2 separate regions of the Sus scrofa genome follow, and region 1 is linked to region 2. Evidence: chromatin contacts called from public Hi-C data. All regions are on one chromosome and are shown on one strand. Each heading gives the region's core, a stretch centred on a gene start, on an enhancer-like site or on the middle of the called end of the contact. The rest is flanking DNA. Distances are from core to core; before and after follow the strand shown. Region 1 holds the start of SUB1 (activated RNA polymerase II transcriptional coactivator p15). Region 2 holds the start of MTMR12 (myotubularin-related protein 12).

Evidence for each region. A called contact is a pair of places that touch in the nucleus more often than the background predicts.
Region 1: a contact with region 2 is called in a Hi-C map of liver, with 4 times the contacts expected there. The contact joins the promoter of SUB1 here to the promoter of MTMR12 in region 2. A contact is called at or near these places in 1 of 5 promoter capture datasets (fetal liver) and 2 of 47 Hi-C or Micro-C datasets (liver and skeletal muscle).

Annotation. Positions count from the first base shown.
Region 1 is chr16:18,757,100-18,762,831 of Sscrofa11.1, forward strand. SUB1 (activated RNA polymerase II transcriptional coactivator p15) reads left to right here and starts at 1,787. Exons shown (of 5, transcript XM_021076608.1): 1 at 1,787-1,915; 2 at 4,656-4,728. The coding sequence starts at 4,657.
Region 2 is chr16:18,536,181-18,541,992 of Sscrofa11.1, forward strand. It overlaps MTMR12 (myotubularin-related protein 12), which reads right to left and starts at 1,713. Exons shown (of 17, transcript XM_021077144.1): 1 at 1,497-1,713. The coding sequence starts at 1,664.

The sequences.
Region 1 (5,732 bases), core at 537-3,036, 220 kb after region 2:
TTGAATACATGTTAACTAAATGAGTGAATAAACCGGGAAAGGACCTTTGCTCAGTTTCCTCCATGTAAGTAAAGAGAACTGTAGCTCTTTCCATCTCAAATGAGAGGGAGGGGAGGTTGTGTGTTAAGTGACTCCAGCCAGTACCCTGAACTCTGTCCTTTCTCCACTAGCATCCAGATTTTGAAAGAGAACTGAATTCGTGGCTCCCAGAGCCCAGGCTGCCAGGTGATCCTCTAGTTATTCCACTATATGAGCTTATTCCAATCAGACACCCCCTACAGAGCCTCAGGGCACCACTGGCCCCAAAGGGAACTTTGGTCAGCTTAGCCATAGTTTGTGGGGGTCCTTTCCAAACTATCTTTGGGTGTGTAAACTCTGGGCTGGCAAACGCTGAAACAGTGGTTAATGAGTAAGTTACTTTTCTTTTTTTCTTTTTTTTTTTTGTCTTTCTGCTTTTTTAGGGCTGTACCCGAAGCATGTGGAGGCTCCCAGGCCAGGGTCTAATCGGAGCTGTAGCCGCTGGCCTACTACGCCAGAGCCACAGCAACTTGGGATCCGAGCTGCCTCTGCGACCTACACCACAGCTCAGAGCAACGCTGGATCCTTTACTTACTGGGCGAGGCCAGGGATGGAACTGGCAACCTCATGGTTCCTAGTTGGATTCGTTAATCACTGAGCCATGACGGGAACTCCAATTTCATATTTTTAACAGTTCAATTTTCTCATTTTTCTTTTTGACTTTTTCAATTTTCTCATCGAAATGTATCTTTATGTATTGTAAAACGCACAGATATTAGGTGAAAATCTAACCACCACTCAGACCAAGATATATTCAGCATTCCAGCAGGTTCCTTCACTCTCACTCCAAGCGATACTCCCGAAAGGTAACCTAACCTAGATCCCCATGTATTATTCTTGCCTTTGTAGGAACATCATATAAAAGGAATTCTACACTTTTTTTTTTTCTTTTTAAAAATGGTCATCTAGCCTGACACTGCATGATTGGGAATGGGCTCGAGCTTTTTCAGTCTTCCTCAGTCCGTCCAGTGTGACTCCAGCAGTGCAGGGTTTGAGTCATGACACACTCCCTGTACAGCCTACAGCAGATGTCTTTCATCTTGTTGATCCTTGATGTCCTCATCTACAAAATGGAGAGAATAATCATTCATACTTTGGAAAGTGCTTGTTAGGATAAGTAATATTTAAGTGCCTCATTGCAGTGTCTGGAACATAGGTGTTTGATAAATGTGTGTAGAATAAATATATGTACATACATGTACATATATGAGCTTATATTTATTCTTGGCTTATATATATATATATATTCTTGGCCATAGTAGGCATTCATTAAATATTCATTCAAATAATCTATTGGCCGTGTTCCTGCTTGTAGTATGGATTTCTCTTGCCTTCTGTGAACTACCATACACCTCCAGGATTCAGTTTAGGTATTAAGGATGTGTATGTGACCGAAGAGGTCTGCAAAGTTTTTTTTTTTTTTTTCCTTTCCCCACTTTCTGGAATTAAATGCTGTGAGTTTGGCTTCTTCCCTTTGAATTTTACCAGCCAGGGTCATGTATGGACATTTCATTTTAATACAAGAAAACATTTATTAAACAAATGCAAAGCTCGGTGCTTGTCATTCTTGTTTTATTCATTCCCTCGTTCCCTCACAGGTCTGATCCAGTCTTGGCTGCATCTCACTTTTAACGGCATCGGTTCAGGACCAGGGGAGGTCCCTTTAAAGCCCTGGAAAGGGTCTCGGTGTTGGTTTCCGCGGGGAGGCCACGCCCCATCACGTGTCCGCGGTCCCAGCGGGGCGGGGCCGGAGACTCTTAGCTGCCGTCAGTTCCGGTTCTCTGTCAGTCGAGAGCAAGCGAGCCAGCAGGAGGTGGTTCGCCTACCCGAGCGGAGCGTGAGTACTCGGGTCCCGGTCCTCCTCCTTCGAAACCCCGACCTGGCCGACCCCCACCCCCTCAGCCCAACCGCTTACTACCTCCCCTCGTTCCCTCTCGTCCGCGACGGCAGCGGGAAATGGCGGCGGTGCCCGATCTCCAGCTTCTCCTCCTCCGCCTCCCCTGACCCTCTCTTCTGTACCCGACCCCGCGCCTCACGCGGTGCAGGCCCCTCGGCGCCTGGAGGTGGCACCCGGGGACAGCGGCCTGGGGCGGCTGGACACGGCCGGGCCGGGGCGAGGAGCCGCGGGGAGGGGGCCGGGGCGCCCCCGGGACAATGCGGCGGCCTGGGCTCGGGCGGGGGCGCGTGCGGGGCCTGCGCTTGCCCTAGGCCTCTCTGGTGCCCCCACCCCTGCCCCCAGGATTGGGGGGGCCCTCCAGGGGTGAGGGAGAGTGGGCCAGGGCGGAGGAGAACCCAGGGGGCGGCAGTAGAGACTGGGGTGGCAGGGGACGGCTGGTTTGCTGGGGGGTAGCGAGCGCTTCGAGAGAAGAAAATGGCGCTTGGTGCAAGTCCCTCCTCTTCCCACACCGTCTCCTCCGCATTTCGCTGCTTCCCACGCCCCCTCCGACCAACCTGCCTCCCCTCGCCCAAGTCGTTGCCTGTCCCGAGGTTCTTGGTCTTGTGAGACCCCCCCTTCTCCGTTTTAGTGTTTATCACCCTCGTGTTGTACCGAATTCGTCTGTCCTTTGGTCCTAGTTTATTTTCACCTCGTCTTTTCTAATGCTCCCTCCCCCATGCCTTCATCAAAGATAGAAGATTGATTTTTAGGTTGTGTTTTGTGTATGTTCTATACCGGCGCTTTTCGTATCATTTTTGCCTTCAGGAGGAGCCTGCCCCGCCCCCTTTTTTACCTCGAACAGTAAAGGCTTATTCAGTAAAAATTAAAATGTATTTTGTTAGAAGTTCAAAGAGGCTGGCTTTAGTTACCATTGCCTTCTCTTCGTGTCGGATGGACTGACTTGGGTTAGACACGAGGTGGTTCTTTGAAATGGTCTTAGGCCCCCAGGTACCTTTAACGAACAGATGGTATAGTTATGCTTGACCGTTTTAAAGTGAAATATAGATTATGTTCAATTTAATTACCTTAAAAAATGTTTCTTGGGCATTAATCGCAACTAGCATAAAAAACAACAAGATTGATTTTGGAGATTAGGTTGTAAAGTGGGGCACTAACAGGACTCATGTATACAACGTGGTTTTATGAATGTTGCTGCTCCCTTCTGAATTTACTCCTCCTGTCATCAAGAAATTGCCAGTTAAAAGCAGTAAGGCTGAGTTGGGCATAGTTTGAGCTTCTTGAATTTAGTGCTGGCCGGGGATGGCCCATTTCTTTTACCTTGACCTCCTATTGTGCGGCACATTCAGTGCCAGTGCAAATGCAAGTTTAGTCGAGAGCTGCGTTATTTGTGATCTTTCATCCAGCAACCATTTACAGTATGTGTTGTGTACATTGGGCCCTTTATGGCACACAAAAATTAATAAGACTCAGGCTTTTCAGAGATGGAGAGAACAAAAGATACTCGTTTTGAAAGTAAGCATTTTACCACTTTTTTTTTTTTTTTTTTGGTCTTTTTGCCTGTTCTTGAGTCACTCCCGCGGCATATGGAGGTTCCCAGGTCTGGGGTGTAATCAGAGCTGTAGCCACCGGCCTACGGCCTAGGCAAGAGCACAGCATGGAGGGATCCGAGCTGCGTCTACGACCCACACCTCAGCTCACGGCAACGCCGGATCCTTAGCCCACTGAGCAAGACCAGGGATCGAACCCAAAACCTCATGGTTCCTAGTAGGATTCGTTAACCACTGAGCCATGACGGGAACTCCAGCATTTTACCACTTTTGTAATAGTGCTTTGGAAAGAGGTACAGCAAGCCTTGGAATTGCTTGAAATTTGGGAAACATAAAGGAAGAAGACTGTGCCTTGCTCTCAGGCATGTGAAAGCAAGGCACTGATTTATGTACCTCTGTCTGGGGGGCCTTGGGAACTAGGGTCATAGTAGGAATTTGAGGCAAGGTTTTGCCCCTCTGATTAGCAGAGTCTTCAAATTTTAGTCATACTCCAGAGTAGAAAGTCAGTATAAAATGTAATGAACTGTGAATTATGTACAACTCTGAATCAGTACTTGCTCTTTTGATGGCATGGTCAAAAAGCCCCCCCCAAATTAATATATACAAAATATGAAAAATAGGATCATAATGGTAAAAATTTAACTAGATATCGACATCTGTACAGTACAGTTCGCCATGCTGTTGGTATGTTGGAGTCCCACAGTGAATGATCATACACTTAGTCTCATCAATGGGAAGTATAAAGCAGTACTGAAAATTACTATTCATGTATATTCCTGGTTTTAGCAGGGATTGCTGTCAGCTGCCTTCTTGCAATTTACCCTATCCATAAACATCTAACCCTGCTAAAATGAAGTATAAAAAGACCCGCTGGCTTTGGGAAAGAGAGAGGTGTAGGAGTATGAGATGTACATGACATTTAGTTCTTCTTGCTGTATACAGAGCACTTCACTCTGCCATGTTATTTTCAACTTGGAAGAACATAACTTCTAGCATTGTCCTCAGTGTAACAATTCCAGTACCACAAAATGGTAGAATGAATTTTGGAGCATCTGGAATCTAATTGGGGGAGAGTTATGTTGAAGGTAATGGAACAATTTGTAAATTACTTACATAATGTATTTTCCTTTCAGAATGCCGAAGTCAAAGGAACTTGTTTCTTCAAGCTCTTCTGGCAGCGATTCTGACAGTGAAGTTGACAAAAAGGTGACTATACCTCTACCATGTCACTTTTGTGATAATTAATTCAGCAGTATTGCTCACCTCCAGTTCTGAAGAACTGCAAAGCATGTTAGAGTCTTAAAACCGAGTGCCTGGATAGGTGTTTCTGAAAGAGCAGGTGGCTCCTGGATCGTTTGACTAAAGTGCCTAGGGTTTTTAATCATACACACATGCCAAGCCCCTAGGTCAGACCTGCGCATGTCTTCTGACTTTAACAAGTCTCCTGCTGAGGTTTTTAGGAGCCCTAAAGCTGCAGGACCACTGCCTTAGACCCTGGAGGAAAAGCGCTAGAATTAGGCCAAAGCCATTACTTGCCATTATCTAGTAGTCTGCCTAGTCTCTAGGTATTCTGTGTAGTAGTTGAGCCAAATTATCTGAACTCCTGGAAAGCAGATGTCAGTTTGATAGGCTTCTCAGCCTTGATGTTTATTCTGCCTCCGGGGATTACATAAAATGGAGGCTTGGTACATTTTAAATTAGAATGTTATTTACTCTGGTCTCCTCCTTTTAGTTAGATCAGCACTCAGCAAAGCTAACATGAAATTACCCATTTTGATAGACTAGGCTTTTTCTGCATTAGATAACAGATATGCTATAAACTTAACTGTGCATCTGCTTAACTGAGCATCTCACTGTCCTTTATCTCCTTGAAGCTTACACAGTTGTGTCCCTGAGCTCAGTTAGCAGTGTTAGAAGAAAAGAGAGCTTATATGAGAATCTTGGAGGAGATGGACTTTTTATAGGAAAATAAAGTATCACGTGGAAGGTTGAAAAGCTTCAAAGAATATGCAGTTATATTTGAGGAGGAAATGTCAGAGTTTAAAATTTTCTTACAGTATAACATTTGAATACATTCATTTAACAAATTTTTCTGGAGCTTTTATGTGCCAATTGTGTGCCGGTCCACAGGGACTATCCAAAGCCTCATACTGCTTATTGCGCTAATTTTTGCTATTTATCTTAAATAGTACTATTAATCTTTTAAGCAC
Region 2 (5,812 bases), core at 463-2,962:
TCAACCAGGGCTCAATCAAAAAAAAAAAGACACAAAGAGAAAATGACCACATGACTTACCCTCCACACATAAGGGGAGCCTGTTGAAAACTCAAGATGACCCTGACTCCTTATCAAGCATTTACAAAGGAAGTGGTTTTTATTTTAAAATTAGGGCTAAAAATAAGTCCACTCCACTGAAAGAAAGACACATTTGAATTTAAAGATAGATATGCAAAGGCTTTGGGCCACAGGTGGTCTTAGAGAAGCAGTCCCAGATCAAGACCGCCCATCCATAGCCCACCTGCCTTTGCTTTACCCAAGTGGAAAGACAGCACAAGAGTCTTCTAGTGTGCCTGCACAGGGCTAATTAAAGGGCTGAGAGAGGAGCAGGAAAAAACCTGGAGAAATCCAAAATGAAAACACATCTAATTAGGTATTCGGATTGGGAGCTATTGCTCAAGAAGCCCTCAGCATGACCTACAAGTTGTAACCTCTCTAACCTCCTGTTCTTTGACTCTCCCCTTCCCCCACCGGATTCTGCAGGTCCGGCTTCCTTGATGCCCCTCCAACACTCCAGACTCTTCGCTCCACCTGCACCTCAGATCCCAAGCATCCTCCAAGTCTTTGCTCAAATGCCACTGTACAAGGAGGAAAGAGGGGTCTTTTCTTTTCCCGTGATACTTTTCAACTTCTAATACGCCATATCATTTACTTTTATGTATTTTATCTGTCGTTTACTCCTCTCTCCCTCAGATAAGATCCAGAACAACAGGGATCTTTGTTTTGTTCACTGATGTATACCCCAGTTTAGAACAGTGCCTGGCACTGAATAGGAGTTGAAAAAATATTTTCTGAATGAATGAATGAACCTGACAGTAAACTCCTGGAGGACGTCGAAAGGGTGATGGTGAGGGGTGAAATGAAAGCGGGAAGAAGCGACGGAGAATTCACAAGGAGAGGCAGAGACTGACTGAGGCTGGGACCGACCCACATTTTCTCCCTGCAGTGCTGATGGGAGGCGGGAGGCAGTGCACGGTATCCCACCAGCGGCATCAAATAGCACTCAGAAGCAAGCTGCTAAGATAAGCAAGCTCTACACGCTCGCTGAGAAATTCCAAGGGCAGGGCAGACCCACCCGGACTGCAGGCTCTGGGCAGGTCCCCACGGGGGTCCAGACCCTTCCAACCCTTCCCCTCCCGCGGTGCTCCAAACCCCAGCTCCCCTCCACTGTAGCCAGGAGCTTGAGGGCCGCAGTACCTCCCCGTCTCGGGCCCCTTCACCTGGTCGCCAGAGAGCCGGGCCCTCACTCGGGCACCTGCCTGCCTGCGCCGGGAGATCCCCACCCGGGTCGGCGGGGAGGCCCAGCGCGCCCCTGGGGATCTCACCCTGCCCGGCTTCCCTCCCGGACACCGGCAGGAAGCGCTCGCGGCCCTTCCAGCGGCAGGGAAGGGGCTCCCGGCGCCCCTCGCCCCGGCCGCTCCTGCCCGACGCCCCGCCCGCGCGGCGCCTCCTCACCTCTGGGCGCACGTATGACACGAAGGAGGGCTTCGGCGCCTTGGTGCCGCCGCCACCGCCGACTACCCCTTTCCCCAGCATACCGCCGCCCTGAGAAGCAGCGACGCGCGGGAGCAAAGGCGGCCGCTCGCAGCGGCCACCAGCACTGGCGGCGGGGGCTCCGCCCATCCCCAGGGCCGCGGCGGCCGCGGCGCCGCCCGCATCCGGCTCAGCCGCTGACACCGTTCGCCCCGCCCAGGCCCGCGGGCCCCGCCCACTCCACGGGGGCCGAGGGTGTCTGGGACTCGCTGCCGGAGGCCACGCCCCCTCCGCTCCCGACCTGCGGGGCTGACTGGCGGATACTCGCCTTCCGAGATAGGTCCCTTTCCTTATGTTCGGCAAAGCCCGCCGTCATGCGTCCTCTGATTGGCCAGAAGGCTCTGCGGGCCTAGCCCCCACTTCAAGCCCCTTTGAATGAACCTGGAGCGATGTTTCCTCTGACCAATCCAGAGAGCGTTCTCTCCGGACTCCTCGGCGATTGGATAGTAAGAACATCGCAGTCGCCCACAGATTCTGCAGTCACTGAGTTGTGAGCTTTGATTTACTGCAGTCGTTCTCTTCTCTTGCCATTTTGGAATGAAATTTCCCCAAGTGCGCGGTGTCAGATATCACCGAATGCGAATTAGACAAACCAAGTGATAAGAGGCATCTAGGAACAGGTTTAAATATTTGATCATAAAAGACTTTGTCGACCTCATTTTTCTAAACTTTTGTGTTTGTTTCTCTGTGTTTCTAACAGAATGACCAAAGCCTTTAAGAGGTGTCTTTCATCTGCCTTCTCCAGTTCCGATAAAACCCTCATTTTTAGTGAAGATTGTAAAGAAAATTCATTTACATTAGACATTTGACGCTAAGCATAGTTTTAGACACAGATGAATAAGACAGGACCAGCTCTAAAGAAATTCAGTCTAGTGGAAAAAACTAATAATAAATATTTGCAGTTAATTTTCTCGCTATCAGACCCTGCTAAGCATTCTAGTCCATCAATGGCTCTTTACCCTCTTCTTCTCCATGACTGCCCCATGGTCACCAGCAAAGCCACTCCAAATAAACATAAACTCTAAGCGAAAATGAATGTGCTTACTTTTGCACACATAGGTCAGGACAAGTCCTGTGGCCTCATTTCAACCAGATTGCCATCCTTCAGCCTATCAGATACTGCAGTTCTGGAGCCACCCCTGAATTACATTATCCTGGTTCTCAGGTGGAAGAGCAAATGCAAGTAATTTATCCAGATCTCATAATAAGTCACTAACAGAGCTGGGATTCCAACCCAGGTGTGTCTGATTCCAAAGCCCAGGTTCTGAACATTATAATTATACAAATTGGGAAGAAGCCCAATAAAAGAATGGTCAATTCTCTTTGGGAAGGCCAAGTCAGACTTCATTTGAAAGATATACCTTAGGGAGGTGTTGGGAATGACGTTATTTGTGGAGACTAATAGTATTACTTTATATTTCGCAGAAGTTTTTACTTTTCAAAGTGAAATGGGAGTTTCCGTCGTGGTGCAGTGGTTAACGAATCCGACTAGGAACCATGAGGTTGCGGGTTCGGTCCCTGCCCTTGCTCAGTGAGCTGTGGTGTAGGTGGCAGACGCGGCTCGGATCCTGCGTTGCTGTGGTTCTGGCGTAGACCAGTGGCTATAGCTCCGATTAGACCCCTAGCCTGGGAAACTCCATATGCCGAGAGGGAGCAGCCCAAGAAATGGCAAAAAAAAAAGACAAAACAAACAAACAAAAAAAACAATCAAAGTGAAATGGCAGGGCATATTTTTACAGTCTGAACAAATTTTTACTTTCTTACTTCTCAAAGAACTTTGAATTTTTCATGTTCTTCCACCATAGTCAGTATGTTAGCATGGCCGCCTGTGGCCAGGGCTTGCTTCTCAGACATGCAACTAGCGCAGTCACACAAGACTTGCACTTAGAAGGGCTGGGGTTTAAATGCTTTGTGGCTTCTGTCTTCAAATCCTGAATCATTTTACCTTTAAATTTGTGTTTTTGTTTTTTTTCTTTGTAGGGTCACACCTGTGGCATATGGAAGTTCCCGGGCTATGGTTTGAATCCAAGCGGCAGCTGCCAGCCCACGCCACAGCCATGGCAGCACAGGATCCTTAACCGACTGAGTGAGGCCAGGACTCAAACCCTCACCCTTATGGATACTAGTCAGGTTCTTAACCTGCTGAGCCACCATGGAAACTCCCAAATTTGTGTTTTTTAAGTGAAGTTTGATGTGACAGTAGAGCCAATGAAGGGGTCTTGCAGCCTCAGCTCCTGTGCCATTCTATGTCCTCTTGTGTGCCCACTGTGCCCTGGCACCCTGGACTGCCCCAGCCAGACCTAGATTACTGCTGACCTCTTGGAGCTGCAGTCGGGCCTCATTGACAGAGGGGAACTCCTAGCCCCCATGAGTGCCTGAACATTGACAAGGTGGTCAGGGTCAGTCACAGGCCCCAATCCGTTCCAGGTCTCTGGGTGGTGTAAGCAGCCATCCCTGCCCTAGGCTGGCAGCTCTATGGCAACAGGCCAGGGCCTTTCAACCACTCCCCTGCAGCTACCAAATGTGGTCAGGCTCCAATCCCATGGAAGTCAGACCCACACCCCCATTCCGTCTATGGGAAGGGAAATTAACTTCCTTGTCTTGGGCCAGGACTCCACAATCTTCATTTTGCACTGGCCCTGACTATGCCCTTTATTATCTGTGAACTTGGAGAAGTTACTCCATCTCTCTGTGCCTCTATTTCTATCTAGGATGATAGTAACTGCAATAATAATTACATCAAGCTGGTTGAGTATTGTTATGAAGCTTCAATGAGATAATCCAGGTGATGCCTAGTAGGCAGCAAGAACTAAATAGGTGCTGGCTGACCTTAGTACAGTCCTAGAGAGCAGGACACAATTTACCCCTTTTCCAGGACTGTAGAGAGAGAAGCACAGTGACTTCTCCCAGTGATCAGCCAAGGCACCTGTTAAACAAAGGCATCTGTTTCCTTTTTTGTTTGTTTTTAATGTTTATTTTTAATTTTATTTATTTATTTATTATTATTTTTTTAATGGTCAAACCTAAGGCATATGGAAATTCCCAGGCTAGGGGTCAAATCGGAACTGCAGCTACCGGCCACTGCCACAGCAATGCCAGATCTGAGCCACATATGCGACTTACACCTACCTTGGCTTGCAGCAACACCAGATCCTTAACCTGCTGAGTGAGGCTAGAAACTGAACTTCTTGTTTTTGTTTTTAACATGCGCCCAACCCTCGGACTAGAAATAATGGCTTTTATTTCTAATCCACCACATTGAATTACCCTCCCTTCAAAACATCCTGCTTTAATGGTTTATAATAATTACTTTATTCTGCTCTTTAGCATCCATTTGTGATCAAATGGGTTTGCAAAGTGATGATTCTAGAAACTTGACACAACCACTGCATCCATACACTCTCAGAAATCTATAGCCAGCACAGGAGGAACACTTTTAAAGACTGAATGGCTGGCTGCTTCCGGGGCACTTTCGACTCAGTGATGAAAACCCACACTTTCTTTAGGGAAAAGTAAGGGAGTGAGGACAGAGAAAAAGCTACCATCTGTTTCCATCTTCCTGTTAAGGTTCTCCAGCTATCAGCACATTTTCACTTGATCTTTAGGGTGTGGATCAAATCTCCTTGGGAGAGTCCCTCCCAACTGACTGAAAAATTCCTGTCATGCTGAGGTCAAATAATTCCCCATCTATTAATAAACACAGATGGCAGCTCCTAGACTTTGAAATATTTTAATTTACACACAATAGTTTAAGGTCACTCCTTTCTCCTAATGCTGCCCTAAGCTTTCTTGGAGAATTATAAATAGGCACAAATCTTAGCTCACACAGAAATGAGTGCCAGACAAAAGGCAGGGCCATTTCTTCCCACAGAAAACTGAAGCCAACAGCGCACTCCCACAGGAGGAGGAGATATTTTTCCTCCGGCAGAGAGTTAAGGCTGAGTATTTGCATCTTCTCCTCAGAGTCACTGGAAGCAGCCTACTTGTGGGTGTTATTCAGCCTTATCTGACAGGTACCACACACATAGCAGGGATTCAATAATATTTGCACCTGAATGAAAGGTTATTAGATAAAAAGCAGCCTGGATAGCAATTGATTAGACAGGGGGTGGGATGAGAGGGCAAACAGGAGTTCAAACTCCAGCATCGGAGATAAAGTCTACACTTTAAATCGCTTGGATACAAACTAGGACCTGATTTTTTTTTCTTTTTTTTTTTTTTTTTTTTCTTTTTAGAGC